Linked DNA regions of Mus musculus: region 2 is linked to region 1. Evidence: chromatin contacts called from public ChIA-PET data. All regions are on one chromosome and are shown on one strand. The core of a region is the stretch at or near the end of the contact, and the rest is flanking DNA. Distances in the headings are between cores, read along the strand shown.

The links. ChIA-PET counts read pairs in DNA pulled down with a chosen protein or histone mark.
Region 2: an RNA polymerase II ChIA-PET map of effector CD8 T cells shows a contact between it and region 1, with 6 read pairs. The contact joins two enhancer-like sites. A contact is called at or near these places in 1 of 15 datasets of contacts at CTCF or cohesin (CD8 T cells), 2 of 484 Hi-C or Micro-C datasets (CD8 T cells and uterus) and 2 of 115 datasets of contacts at active chromatin or transcription factors (CD8 T cells and effector CD8 T cells).

The regions. Positions count from the first base shown.
Region 1 is chr2:60,748,117-60,755,275 of GRCm38.p6, forward strand. It overlaps Rbms1 (RNA binding motif, single stranded interacting protein 1), which reads right to left. Exons shown (of 14, transcript NM_001141931.1): 13 at 5,614-5,698; 14 at 3,837-4,866. The coding sequence ends at 5,621. Among named protein-coding and RNA genes, the nearest start is that of Gm33436, 59 kb to the left of the region's middle. Within about 2 kb of position 3,470, at least 18 of the 459 cell types and tissues checked have an H3K27ac peak or open chromatin away from gene starts, as enhancers often do. A contact at or near this core is called in effector CD8 T cells, where this site is marked.
Region 2 is chr2:60,841,621-60,848,779 of GRCm38.p6, forward strand. Rbms1 (RNA binding motif, single stranded interacting protein 1) reads right to left here. Exons shown (of 14, transcript NM_001141931.1): 2 at 677-852. Among named protein-coding and RNA genes, the nearest start is that of Rbms1, 36 kb to the right of the region's middle. Within about 2 kb of position 3,886, at least 28 of the 459 cell types and tissues checked have an H3K27ac peak or open chromatin away from gene starts, as enhancers often do. A contact at or near this core is called in effector CD8 T cells, where this site is marked.

The sequences.
Region 1 (7,159 bases), core at 2,220-4,719:
GTGTCCAAATTTAAACAGTCCCTAAGGGGCTAGGGAGCCTCACCTTTCTCCCACTGATATTGTATTTGTGCTCCCTTGGACATACAGAGGGCCTTCACTCATCAAGTCAAGGATGCTGGGGTACCGGGACTCTAGCACTCTGCAATGCCACCAAAGGCAGCAAGCACACACTAGAGAACTGTTGTATCCATACTTTTCCTTTTTCCAACCCACAGTTCAACCTTTCCACTTTGCCGACTAGAAGGTAATTTTGACACAAGCTAACCTCCCAGCAAACTTTGGCTTATCCACAGAAGTGCTGCCCCTTGTCTTTGTATACTAAGTCAACATGTAACTACGTCAAGTTCCATGTACATAGGTGTTCCTAAACTCCTGGAAATGGCTAGCCCATGTCCATCATTCTGCATGAGAATTAGAGAGTCCTCAATGAAATATTTAAGGGAAAAATACCTCTGCATTGCACATGCATGGACTATCTTCCTGTCATTATGAACGTTACAATATAACTGTTATTAGACAGCATTTTGTTGCATTAGGCATCACACAAGATCTAGCAATGACTCAAACTATATAGGCAGTTATATGCAAATATTTATTTATTCATTCATTTAATTTATGAGTACACTGTAGCTCTCTTCCATTACACCACAAGAGGGCCTCAGATCCCATTACAGATGTTGTGAGCCACCATGTGGTTGCTGGGGACTGAACTCAGGATCTCTGGGAAGAACAGTCAGTGCTCTTAACCACTGAACCATCTCTAGCCCCCACAAATTTATTACTTAAGGGACTTAAGTATGTGTGGATCTTGGCATCTATGGAGTCTTAGGACCCATACCCCCTGTGGATACCAAGGGATGACTGTCTAATGTAGTCAGTTGGATACACAGGGAACGTGAGACCTTATTAGGTTAACAAAGCTTACGATGCCATGCAACTTAGTGATTCCTCTGGCTTCTGCTGTTATTCATAGGGAAGGGCACATAGGTATGTAGTTAGTAAGCGTGGTGGCATCTATTCCTTAAGTTCCGAAATGCCCTTTTTGTCTGAAGCCATGCTCCGCCTGGGATGTGGCATCCTTTGTCTCTGAAGCATTGCTCAGCATCAAGGGGACATATTTCCTCTGCTCAAGAAGCCATCAAGAACTGGGTATAGGGTTTCTCAGCTGTTCCAAGTAAAGGGATCTACATGTCTCTTACCTAATTCAGACAGCACGCCACGGACCTCAGGAGTCATTCAGAAACGAGGGCCTGCGGGACGGTGCAGCGAGCTGACTGAATTTGATCTCTAGGGTCACACGGCAGAGACAGAACTTAACTTACACAAGTTGTCCCCTGACTCCCAAGTGTGCACTGTGGTTTATGAGCAGCCTTCCATCAAACATACACAGAGCAACTGAACAACTGAAAATAAGAAATGTAGTGGGAATTCTACCCTCCACTCTGGTCGAGTCAACTATATGGACAGTACCATATGAACTCCATTAAAACATTTACTCTACTTTGGGTAGGTGTCAATTTTTGGTATTATATGCCTTCAATAAAGCAAGTCAGGGAGGGAAAAGAGAGGTCCCATCCCCATCCCCCAAGTGCATCATGGGTGCCTCCAATTGTGAACAAAGAACCCACTTTTAAAAGGCTGTGGTTTAATATAAGGTTATTTTGACATATTAGTGCTGGCTGCAAATAGGAAAATGTCTTTATTTTGTTCCAAGCAATGGGTAATTAATGCAAGAGCACCACCTAGGATGTCTGAGGCCAAGGACTGTTGCCAATACCACAAAAGAACCAGAAGCTCCAAAGCAGACCATGAGTGGGGTAGTTCGGGCTGGACTTAGGGCCAGGTGATATGTAATAGATATCTAAGGTCATAGCACAGATTTAAACAAGTAGCAACACAGGAGTGGAAAGGTTTCTTATTTTTTTTCAAGAAAATGGAATTTTCTGTCCATATGGAATCTGACCTAATTTTCAACTCAATTCTGAACCAGCCTACTGAGCTGACGAGCGAGGTCAGAGGTGAGGTGACATTTTGATGTGTGACTTCCATCTACTTTCAAAAAACCGACAGGAAGAAGAAAGTTTCAGATGTTTTTATTCAAAGGTTCTCAAAAGAAATAAAACAGAAAAAGCTAACAATCTGATCAAATGTACAGTTCAAAAATGTCTTTTGGCGTTTAACAAGTCCTAGGAAAGAAAACTACAGAGTCATCTTGAACCGGTAAATAAGTCACCACTGGCAAGTATGTAGCACTAGTAGAACAAAAATAAAAAATTAACTCTCTTGATCATATAGATATCTCTATGAAAATCTTTTTTTTCAATCTGTACAAAAGGTCTTTCTTCATAAATTAATTTTTTTTATAATTTAATGGCTGTCTACTATGTGATGTTTAACTGACATTTTTTTTCTTTTATATGTACAGAGGTTGTTTCCCAAATCTGACCCAGACGAGTATGGCACTTAGTTCAGACATACCTAGCAGCAGATCTCCCCTCCCCTACTGACTGAGCTATCAACTTTCTGTCTTAACTAATGGAAAAAAATATCAAGTAGTGAGAGTCTTGGGCTGATCAACATACTCGATCCACGGAGGGTGTGCTGCCTTCAGTCTGGACTTCACAAAGCACAAGTTTTAGGGAGCATAAAACCAATAATACCACAACTTAAAAAAAACAAAAACAGAAACAAAACCAAAACCAAGAACAAGAACAAAAACAAAAAACCCCACATTTCTCTTATGACTATGTAATTTTCACTAGAATCTACACTTTCAGAGCAGCAAGGATTTTTGAAACTATGAAATGTCGCTGACATCTATCATCAAATACAAGCAATAAAATTTAAGAACTAAAAAATACTCAAAAGAAGTAACTGCTTAGCCCTAGCTCCTGAGCTAGGAGGATTTGGTCGGTGGAAACAGGGAGGGCCAGCAACCTGTCCCAGCACAAAAGAAAAATAGCCTCTGAGGTAGATAACTGATCACGTACAGCTGACCAGACAAGTACACAGTTTTGGAAGACAACTTAATTCACCATTGCTTTTGAAAACGTATGCAACTGCCTTAATAAAAAAGAGTGTTAATAACAGTGAGTTATCTTGTATGTACTAAAGTAGAAATAACTGTATTTATGAATCAGGAATTTCATAGTTTCAAAGTTGGTTTTCTTTCCACGCAAACACCTGTAGTGATGACGTCAGAGGGCGGCACTGCCTGGATTCAAATCTTCCTTCATGCTTGCTTTTTTTTTTTTTTTTTTTTAATTTTTAAATTTTTTAAATTTTGTCTCTGTGAGTCCATACATCAGTTAAAATTATAAAACCTAATGCGAAGGTACAAAAAAGGCACATTCTCCTAACCGCAAACTGGTCCGGCAAAAAAGAAAGGACAGACAGGATGTGACGCTGAGATAGGTGGAGCTGCTGGCTACTGGCTCGTCGGTCTTTGGTGAAGTTACCTTTAAAAGTGCCAAGTCATTTGTTTGTTTGTTTGTTTAGTTTTTCAAATTTACCTAATAGAGAATGAGAGTGAGAGAGGGGTGGGGGGAAGAGAGAGAGGGGGGTGGGGAGAAGGAGAGAGAGAGAGAGAGCTCGTAGCCAATCGTTTTCCTTCTGGTCATATCTCAGCTTAGGTTTGAAGAGAAATCCTTACTTTTAGCTTTCACCATCTAGTTTCAACAGCAACCCCATTTTCCCCCCCGCCATCGGTTTCTCAGATCTCAAGCGTGGTTCTCTTTCTAAAGCACTATGTTAGTATAAAGGACAAAACATTCGGTGACTCCCCTCCCCCGCCCCCCGCCCCCGCCCCATCCCCGCAGCTACCTACACTAAACCTAGAACATCGTTAAGTTTTATTTTTTTTTCTTCCTGAAAAAAAGGCAAAAAAGACTTTACATTGCATCATACAGCAGATATCCTAAATCAGTCACACTATTAGGGGAAACTGTTAGTGTACAGCCTTATAAACAATTTACCCTATTAAAAGTCCCCCCAGTCAGAAAATGTGTTTCACACAAAACAGTTTTCCCTCCTTGCACTTCACTACCTTACACGCTATGTGAAAAATCATTAAAAACACCTACTACATATTTAAAAAAGCCAAAATTTCAGCAACTTTTATTGACTACCTTTTAAAAGCCCTAGGCTGCTGCTTACAAGGTGCACTAGACCAGCCCATTTGGTCAAAGCATTCTACATCATTAGGTTGAACTAACTTTACTGAAACAGCTACAGCATCAAAAGAGTTAAGGCAAATTGGAATTCATAGAAAAGGATAAGACACTTCACACTACGTCGAAAGAAAAAAACGGAGAGCTAAGCAAAGACAGTGAGGCCAACACTGAGTTACTGCGACACTCGCAAGCACGGGACACCATGGGTGAAGTCGGACAATTGAAACTTCAGAAAGCCCATTTCATACAGCTGAAAAAAAAAAGACAAATTAAACACAAAATGAACAAAACCACAAAAATCCGGTCATGCACTTGGATAAGTCTTCGTGGTCTTTGTGCATACCCAGAAAATTGAAGTTTTCTTTTTCTCTTTTTTTTTCTTTTTCTTTTTTTGCATCATTATATTTGATAAAAATCTTTGATTTTTTTTCCGTTTTTTTTTTTTTTTTTCGTTTTGTTTTTGTTTTTTACTAAAATAAACCTGTTCAGGGGAACAGCTACTAGATGAATTTAAGGGTTTTATGCACCTTATAGAACTTATAGCAAAAATAGTTTTAGTTGATTTCATTATAAATAACGTTTTCAAGAACCTGTGCAAAACTGTCAATAATTTCCTAAAGCACAATTGATCAGAAAAATCCATGATTGTTCAGCCTTCACACCCTTCTTCAGGTAAGAACTCCCTTCGGTACATCTGGAAAAGAAAGATAAAAGACCAATGTCTTTGCTGATTTAATAACCAAGTGGCAGTGCTTCGTCATCTTTTGTCTTAAAGAGATGAAGGCTGTGTGCCCATCCACGGTACCAGACGAAGGGACATAAACTGGGGACCTGGGGACTGCTTTCAATTTCTTGAGTCTACCTTTCAAATTTGGGACTTGCAAAATAGTTCCTTCCTCAAGGGAGTCCCAGCCAACTCCACATGGGTCTCAAAGGGTGACTTGGTGAGATCAACAAACAACACATACTGTTTGTTACCAGACAATCCAGCAGCTGGATTACGTATAGTTGTTTGACTAAGATACGCGTGACAGAGTGAAGTTTGAAATGTGTGACTCCAGTGAGAGCTGGTAATGTCATCTTTTGCTCCAAGGAGGCTAATAATCTGAATTCATAGCCGAGATGTTGCTGACCTTGTGAGACTTGATTAGGCAACATCTTAACGCTTTATCTTCCTTAGTCAGTATTTAAGCAATGTGATATAAGATGCTTCTAGTACAGGGCAATTTTGGGACCCAGTATGTTCTATGATGCCTTAGATTTTTATGAATTTTGAGGTAGAGAAAAACATATTTTATTTCAATATAAGCATCATTAGTTATCTAGACAGAATCTACAAATCCATAAACACATTGGATCTGAATTATTCTAAGCATCGTTTGATAACAGTACCCCAGACTGCTTCATTTGAGCTCTGCAGTTACAGACTTTGCCCTCATACCTCACAGTTACTTATTGGGTGGAAAGGTATATGGAGAATGGTCATTAGACGTCTCCACAGCCACCTGCTGCTGGCCACTTGCTTCCTACAACAGAGCAGAATGCATGAGACATGTTAGCAATGAAATCTTAACTCTGCTGCTAAGGCCTGAGTCCAAGGACATACACCTTAAATACAAACATTCTTCAAAGTGAATTCCTTCAAAGTCAAATAGAGCTTTTAAAGGCTAATCATTGCCTTAATGCAGATGAAATATGACAGACCCCAAGAACCTCCCGTCCAAATGTTTAACTTAAATATTGATCAAAGAAATCTCTTGGCTTCGTCTCCTTGGAGCCACATAAAGTTTAAAATTCAGTTATTTTCAGATTTTAGAGTCCAAGACACAGGGTGCATATGTTGTGTGTCGTAGGCCCACCCCCCCCCCCCCCGGAAGGCATCAGCTATACCTCACAATCTCAATACTTATATGCAGAAAAATGTCAATCAACTCAGCAAATGGAATTGGGGCCTGCAGTGCAGGGTATGTAACCTCAGTGACTTGAAACGGAAGGCAGAAGGGTTCACAGCCTGCCTGGCTTGCAGAGTGAGGTCATGACTTTAAAAGGGTCATGGACATAGCTCAGTGGCATAACAATTTGCCTGGCATGTAAGAGGCCATGACTGGACCTTTACTAAAATAAGAGTAATAAAACCAAGAAACAAAGACCTTTGGATATTTTGCCTTGTCTCAGTTCAAGTTGCATTTGAAAAGCCGTAAGTCAGGCTTTGCTGAAGCAGTTACAAAGAAAATTATTGTTTTCCCCTGTTATGGAGGCTTCATATATCAAAAGCTGTGAGTTCAGGCAGTTGTTGTTCAGAGCTATATGATCATGTAAACAATACAACCACAATTCTCAGGATCCTCTGGGCTCTGCCTCCTAGGTAAGATAACTGGACTGATAACTTCCCTGGGCTCTGGAGGATGCTCAGCAGGTAAGATAACTGAACTGATATCTTCCCTGGACTCTTGAGGATGTTCTGCAGGTAACTGCTGTGCTTCCTGTCTAACCATAATGTAGGCATCAGACTTCTTCAAATACAATATATTCTAAAATAATAATGACGAGTAGTCAGCCATAGAAACAGGTATGGCTTTTGCATGCTTGTTAACAATTTAGAAATGCAAGGTTTTCCTTTTTTTCCAGTATCTGAATTATTTCTTTCTGTAATTATTATCACTGATTCAATCTTTAGGACTAGAACTGCAAACTCCAACTTTACTTTAATGTGCCTATAACTATCATTTTGGGGGAACAAGTCAGGCCTTGAAGTGGCATGGAATGTGCTACAAGATTGGAAAGGTATGTGGTCTGGATGTTGTAATACTAATTTGCATAGGGAGAGTATGTTACAGTTCCAAAATAATACAAAGTGCATACTCTTTCTACACACATTTCTTTACTTTTGTTTGGTTTTCCTTTTCTGAAGGATGGTCTAGCTATGCAGGTAGGCTAAGCTGGCCCGAACCTGTCGGTCCTCTTGCTTTGGCTCTCTGGTGCTAGGA
Region 2 (7,159 bases), core at 2,636-5,135, 94 kb after region 1:
CTTTCCACAATGATCTTTGCTCTCAAAGGTAGTTCTGGCTCCTTAGTTTAAATTAGAACTCTGTTACTTAGCTGACATAATGCAATTGCAAGGGAATAACACATTTATATTCTATTCATCAACATTAGTACGAAATGCAAATTTACTATGGAACCTGATGCGCATGCATCCTTCTCTTAAGATGCAGGAAGTGGAGGCGGTCTTATTTCCAATGAGAAAAGCGTGAATGATCTGCACCATGGAGATCCTGATGCTTGTGAAACCAGAGGGACACCATCCCAGCAGGAACCAAGAACTTACACACACTCAAGACGAGCTTAGCTTGATAATTATGTTTCTGACAAATAATGTCAGCTGGTTTCTCCTATGGGATTGACTAGCTCCTATCAGGCTTCTATGAAAGATGAGTACTCTTAAAAAAGATCTAGCCATCAATTTTTCTTAATTTCATATTTTATTTCTCAAATGCCAAATTAAGAAAATGCAAATTTTACTTGTATGTTGGCATTCTACTAGCACGTGTGAATACTAAGAAAGTGACCAAGAGTTGCACGTGTAGGGTCTTAGATATTTTCATATATATTTATTTTATGCACCTCTCCTTTAACATAACCTACATTCTCTTTGGCTATGATCAAGGAAGTCTTGGCAGCTAAGGCAAAGCAATTATACTCACGGTTGGCAGAGCTTCACCAGGTCTTGATCAGTGGTATTGGGGGGCAGGCCTCGGATGTAGAGGTTTGTCTTGCTCAGCTGATCCCATCCTGAGTTGCTACTGCTGCTACTGTTGTTATTACTGCTGGTGGTGCTGGGACTGGGTGGGGCCATGGGGTGTGCTGGGACCAGAGACTGCTGCAAAACAAAAACCAGGGAGTGTCAGAGCAAAAGTAAGGGATCAAGCACCACTCAGAGGCTATGTGAGCTACCAAATAGAATAAAGACAGCAAAATTAAACACAGATTATCCTCAGCTACTGTGATCTAAAATTTAACTTACAGGTGAAAAAATATCTATTCATCTTTAGACAAACAACTCAAAAAACTCTCAATATGAAATAAAAGAATTTTACTCATCAATATCTGAAATGTGGATGAATTTATGGATAATCAATTTATTCAGACATTTTAAGGAACACATCTCCTGAGGCTCAAAATTAACTTGCATGAGGTCACATGATACTGTTGTCATCTTAATATACACTAGTTTAGAAATCACCAGGCTTTTGAAAAGCCTTCAGATTCTGAAGACTATTTGATTGAAAGTAGCTGATTATTTAAAGTACTCTTTAAAAGGAGACTACTCTTAAAATGTCAGAAAGTTAGAGCTTCACCCAGAGCCTCTCACTTCTAAGCTAGATCTGTGGCTTCATGGAGACATCTGGATGAGATTCACTGCACGATGCTTCACTCTGGCTGACCTTGTGAAATTTAACCCCTGTGAGAAAGCTGTGGCAGTTGGAAACCTTCCCAAGAGGGCATCTTGTAAAGCCTGCAGCTAAGGGTTTCTCAGGCTTGGCTCTCCAGTCAGCAGCCACCTAGGAAGAGTGTCTGAAGTATGCACACCAGATACTGCTGCTCTGAGCGCGAGCTGGTGGAGGGAAACCACAGCTCTCTGACCCTAGGCCCCACACAAGACTTTTGAGGAAGTTAAAGGGCTCAGCCCAATGACAGTGAGGTGGACCCAAACTGTCCTCACAGCCAATGTGCCGCAGGAGCAGGAAGTAGTCTCCTTCATATTTTCTATAAATATGAAATATATTAAGTAGTAAATATATTAAGCCAAGAATAGCAGTTACACAACAGTTTGAACATACAAAAACCTAAATACTTGCCAGACATGCAACAAAGATTTCAAATATTGATGTCAGACATTTACTACTACAGACAAAAATGTATTCCATAAGGCATATGGAAGAAAAATTAAACTCCACAGCAGAAAATGTGAACAGTCAACATATACAACTCTCATGTATCTTGCCAGCAATTTCAGATGCCCACTGTAGACATCATGGTCTGTGCCTAGCTTCTGCCATGAACATGCTAATTCCACAACATCTTAACAAGCTGAGAACTCAGTAACTCTTTCTTCTGGTCCTTTACCTTCGTCCCTCTCCGTTCAGGGTCCCTGCTACGTTGTCACTCAAATACTACTTCATCTAAAGAGACTCTTTCAGAAGGAGAGTACTTGGAAAAACTGATCAAAGGATGAGGAAATTCTACTTCATAAGAGCTGAACTTGAGTTAGGAATATTGTTATTGCTTAATCTAAAACCCAAACTGCCCTGCCTGAGATTCTATCCTTCCAACCCATGCTTTATAGCTTTCAGGGGCAAGTAAATTCACATGCTGTGTCTATAATCTATGGACTATAGGCACTGGTTTCTAGGTATAAAACCACCTGGCCCTGTCTCCTGTTATGCCACAGATGTCACACAAAACTCTGTTCTTCTTTACTCAAGTCTCAGTATCTCCATGTATCCATTCTCTTTTCTTCTCATAGTTAAACTGAGATCTAGACAGGTACACTCATTAGCCCCCATCTACCAAGCCTCTGACTGTCAAAGAAATGGTAACCATAGACAGAAGTAGGTAAGACCACATGTTCTCTTAAATGTCATGTAATCAGTGCCCAAGATACCATCCCAGAGCACAAGGCAATTGGTATAGATAGAAGGATAGAATGGCAGGATAGAAGATGCTGGCTATTGAACAAAATCAGGAATGAAGAGCTAGGCTGTAGTCAGAGGTAGAACATTTGCCTAACAGGCAGAGTCTTAGGTAAAATAATTATATGTGACACCAGGGATGACATCAGGAGAAGTAGTAGAAAAGGGCTGCGGTTTGGGGCCTTCCCAGCTCCTAACCTATTTGCAAAACTACAGCAGGGACACCAACCACAGACTTTCTAAACACTGCATTTCAATCCAAGTTGGGTCCATGCTATCCCTGATCTTATCTGGTTCTGAGTTGGGGGCATTTTGGGTGTGGACTTGTTCTGATTAGAACATATGGGTTATCATTAATTTGGGGACTTAGAATTAAAAATAGATTTTAATTTATTTATATATTATTGATGGAAAAGATCCATGATTTGTACTTCTAAATTTATAAGTGATTTACAGTATGACGCTTGATAGGCATCCATATTTATAATAACCATAGTTTGCCACAGAGGGAAGCAGGTGGGGAACCTTGATCTTCCTGCTGGGCTGCATGTCCGGGCACAGGACCTTCTAGAGTTCAGATTCCAAGAAGGGCACGAGGGTCCCAAATTCCCATGAGGACCACAAGGATGCTGACTCCTCTACAATGCAAAGTTCAAGTTAAACTTTACCCAAATCACAAGGCTTCCCAGAAGTATCGCAAGACAGAGAAGGATGCCTGAGAGAGAACTAAAGATTTCAGTCAGGGAAAAAAAAGGTATAGAAAATTTTAGATTAAAGATTACCTTTTTAGAACTCAGCAAGTCTGAGCAGGGACTACAGCTCAGTAGTAGACATGCACGAGAATCTGTGTTCAGTGACAACCCCCACCCCCATGTCCCCTAAGTGGCCCCATATCCCCACCCCCCACCCCCACAACACACACACACAAGGTCACTGGGTCTAAAAATGTAACCCCTATGGAGAACAGTACATGTTTAAGGACAAAAATCCCCCAAACAATAGAGACTTCACTCCTAAACATCCAGGAAGGATTGAGAATGGTCTAAACAGCCTGGGTACTAAGCATAAATGGGTGCCGATTTGCTAAGTGTTGCATGTTTTGTGTGCCCCGTGTCCTGCTTTCTGTCTCACTCAATAAACAGGTACAGCACTGTACTCTCAGTGTACAGATTAGGAAACTGTCTTAGGAGCACTTAACTACTGTGCAATGACACACAGTAAGTCTGGGCAGGGCTGCGGTTTGAACTGAGATATGCCAGATAACAAAGTCAGAACCTTCAACACCCTAAGTGGCCTCCCAACACCTCCCATCTCTTCAATGTGCCAAACTGCTTTCCTTCATTGGCTCTGCCCATCCTCTTGCAACCTAATTACCAAGTTCTTGCTACTTTGCAGTGTGACTCTTTGTACCACCAGCTGTTACACCAGAGCCAAAGGTGCCTCTGGATTAGTCTAATTAGCACGCGGTGAACTAGTGGAGGTAAAAAAAAAAAAAAAAAAAAAAAAAAACATTAGTTTGAAAAGGATTAAATAAATTCTGCTTTTAAATTGTCCTGTTAAAGAAAGGTTCTGAGAGTGAGAGAAGAGGTGACAGCTTGGCATGCATGCAGTTGGGTTCAACTGCACATTCGACAAGAAAGGATAAAGGGATGAATCTTTTGTTTTTTGTGAAACAGGGTCTTGCTACGTAGCCCCAGTCTGGCCTCAAATTCATAATCACTGGGCCTCCCAGGCACAGGGGTTGAAGGTCTGCACCACTACACCCAGCAAAATGAATGAATTTTGACAGCCACAATGGAAAACATTACAGAGGTTCTTTTAAAAGTTACAAACAATAGTCTAGCATCTATAATCCCAGCACTTGGGAGCCTGAGGCAGGGGGATTGAAAATTTGAGACCAGTCTGGGCTATATATAGTAAGATTCAATAAAACAACAAAAAAACATAAACAAAAAGAGAGCTATCATGACCCAATAATCACACTATATCTAAAGGGACTTGAAACCAGTGTGTCGGAGCAACACCTACACTTCCTTGATTGTATCAGCAACCGTTCACAAACCCCAACAAGTGGTAACAAACTAAATGTCCATCAAGTGATGGATAGGCCAGGAAAATGCTTACATTACACTGCAATTAGATGCAGTGGAATATTATTTAGCCATGAAAACTGACTCTGTGTTACACCATCATGGATAGAATTAGAGGTTATATGTTAAGAGAAATACACAGAAATGATGTCCATCATACATAAAATCTAAAACAGCCAATCTGGTACAAGTTGGGAGTACAATAGTGACTGCAGAGACTATGAAGAGTAGAGGGGAGGGGGCTGTGAATAGGTTTATCAAACCATGCCAAGTCAGTGGTCAGCAGGAGTGAGAGGGTTCAGTGTGCTATTTATTCTGTACCAGCACAAGTGCTGATAACGTGAATGGACTGAATGTTTCAAAAGGTAGAAAGGATTTTGAAAGTTTTCAACATGAAGAAATAATTTTTGAGGAGAGAGGTTTATCCTGATTTATACAATGGGTAATACATTTATGGAAATATCACAATACCCCATTAACATGTACAATTGTATATTTTAATATATCAGTTAAAATAATTTGATGGAAGTAAATAAGTCATTGATCTCATTAAGATTATTAAAAGTGAGAGAATGAACTCTGGACATGCCTTCTGAAAGCTACCATGGGATAACGCTGGAAACTGCAGTCAGAATTTTAATGTTTGACATGAAGTAGGGCAAAATTAAACCTTCACTTGTAAATAGAATTAAAACAAACTCAAACACTGATTGAGTCTTTAACTACAGCTTTAGAACTTGATAAATCTCAAGTGACTAGACTTATAGTCAGAGTATGTGCCTAGATGGCACAAATGGAAACTTACTTAAAAAAAATAAAATACAGTCATGAGGGACAACTTCAACCAGGCTGTTCTGTCACTGACTGACCATCAACAATCTACCTGGGAAAATCCATCGAGTGCTTTGCAACATGAAGACACCCTGTGCGCAAAGCAGTTTAAATCCATCATCCAATCAGGGATCCCAGGCCATAGTTAGGACCCAGTCAGCCCCGAAGAGCCCAATGTCTGTCTGAGGCTTCTCTAGATTTTCACTGGCTGAAGTTCCATGAACAGGCCACAATTCTTATCTCTCCAGTGGGTAGGGAAAACAAGGTAATAGAGTTTCATGGTCGCATTTACCTGAGCTTAATGTGAATAGTAGTTAGGGTTTCTACTGCTGTGATAAAAACACCATGACCAAAGGCAACTTGGGCAGGAAAGGCTTTATTTCATCTTACACCTCGTAGTCCATCGTCTACGGAAGTTAGAGCAAGAACTTAAGGCAGAAGCTGATACAAAGACCATAAAGGAATGCTGCTTACTGGCTAGCTCCTCCTGGCTTACTCAGCCTGCTTTCTTTTACACCCCAGGAGCACCTGCCCTGGGGTGGTATGGCCCACAATGGACTGGGACTTCCCATATCAATCAGTAATTAAGAAAATGTTCTATAAACTTGCCTATCAGCCATTCTTACAGGAGCATTTTCTCAATTAAGATGCCCTCTTCAAAAATGTTTATGTTTATATTATGTTTACTCTCTCTCTCTCTCCCCCTCCTTCTCTTCCTCCTCCTCCTCCTCTCTCTCTCTTTCTCAATCTCTCTCTCCATCTCCCTCTCCCTCTCTCTATCTCCCTCTCTCCATGAACAGATGACATCAGAAGTTCTTGTTGGTACTCAGGAGAGCTTCCTATATGCACAGTTTTATGGGATTCCTGTGGTCGGCATTCAGAGAGCACTTCCTGCACAGGCAGTGATGTCTACCCTGCCATGAAGACTCTCAGATTTTTTCACTCACAGATCGGCAGCAGGCCAAAGGTAACCAAGGTTCTGCCTTCAGCATCTTATCTCCTGTAAACAGTACCAGGCATGTCTTCTACATCAACGCAAGGCCTTTATGGAAAAAGTAAAACAAACTGTATGTGAACTAAAACCAACTAGTCACCAGGTCATTGTTATAGACAGTAATTCAGCCAAGCCCATTACAGCTAAAGACTTGCTATTTTGACCTGTCTCCTTTCCCTTCTATCACTAATAAGCTAAAGAACGCCCATCCCCATCTCATGGTTTTACATAGGGACCTCCCTAAGAATTCTAGTATATTTTAGAGAAAAAAGACACATAGGATGTATCTTCCGAGTTGCCTCCAATCTCCTTTAAGACTACCCTGTTGACAGACTATGTTAGAATGCCCACCCTAAATTTAAAAGGTTATAACTGGCCCCTCTTTAGTCCCCAGGCACATGCGTATAACACATTTATCACCGCCACTCAAACACCAACTACTTCCCTTTTCTCTACTGCTCCTCAGAGCAGAGAGACCTTATGGAACATGAGGAAATAGTACACTGTCACATCTTCATGAGAAAGAGTTATGTAATGACACCATGGAGGATGCTAATGGTCACACACTGGTTTATCTTC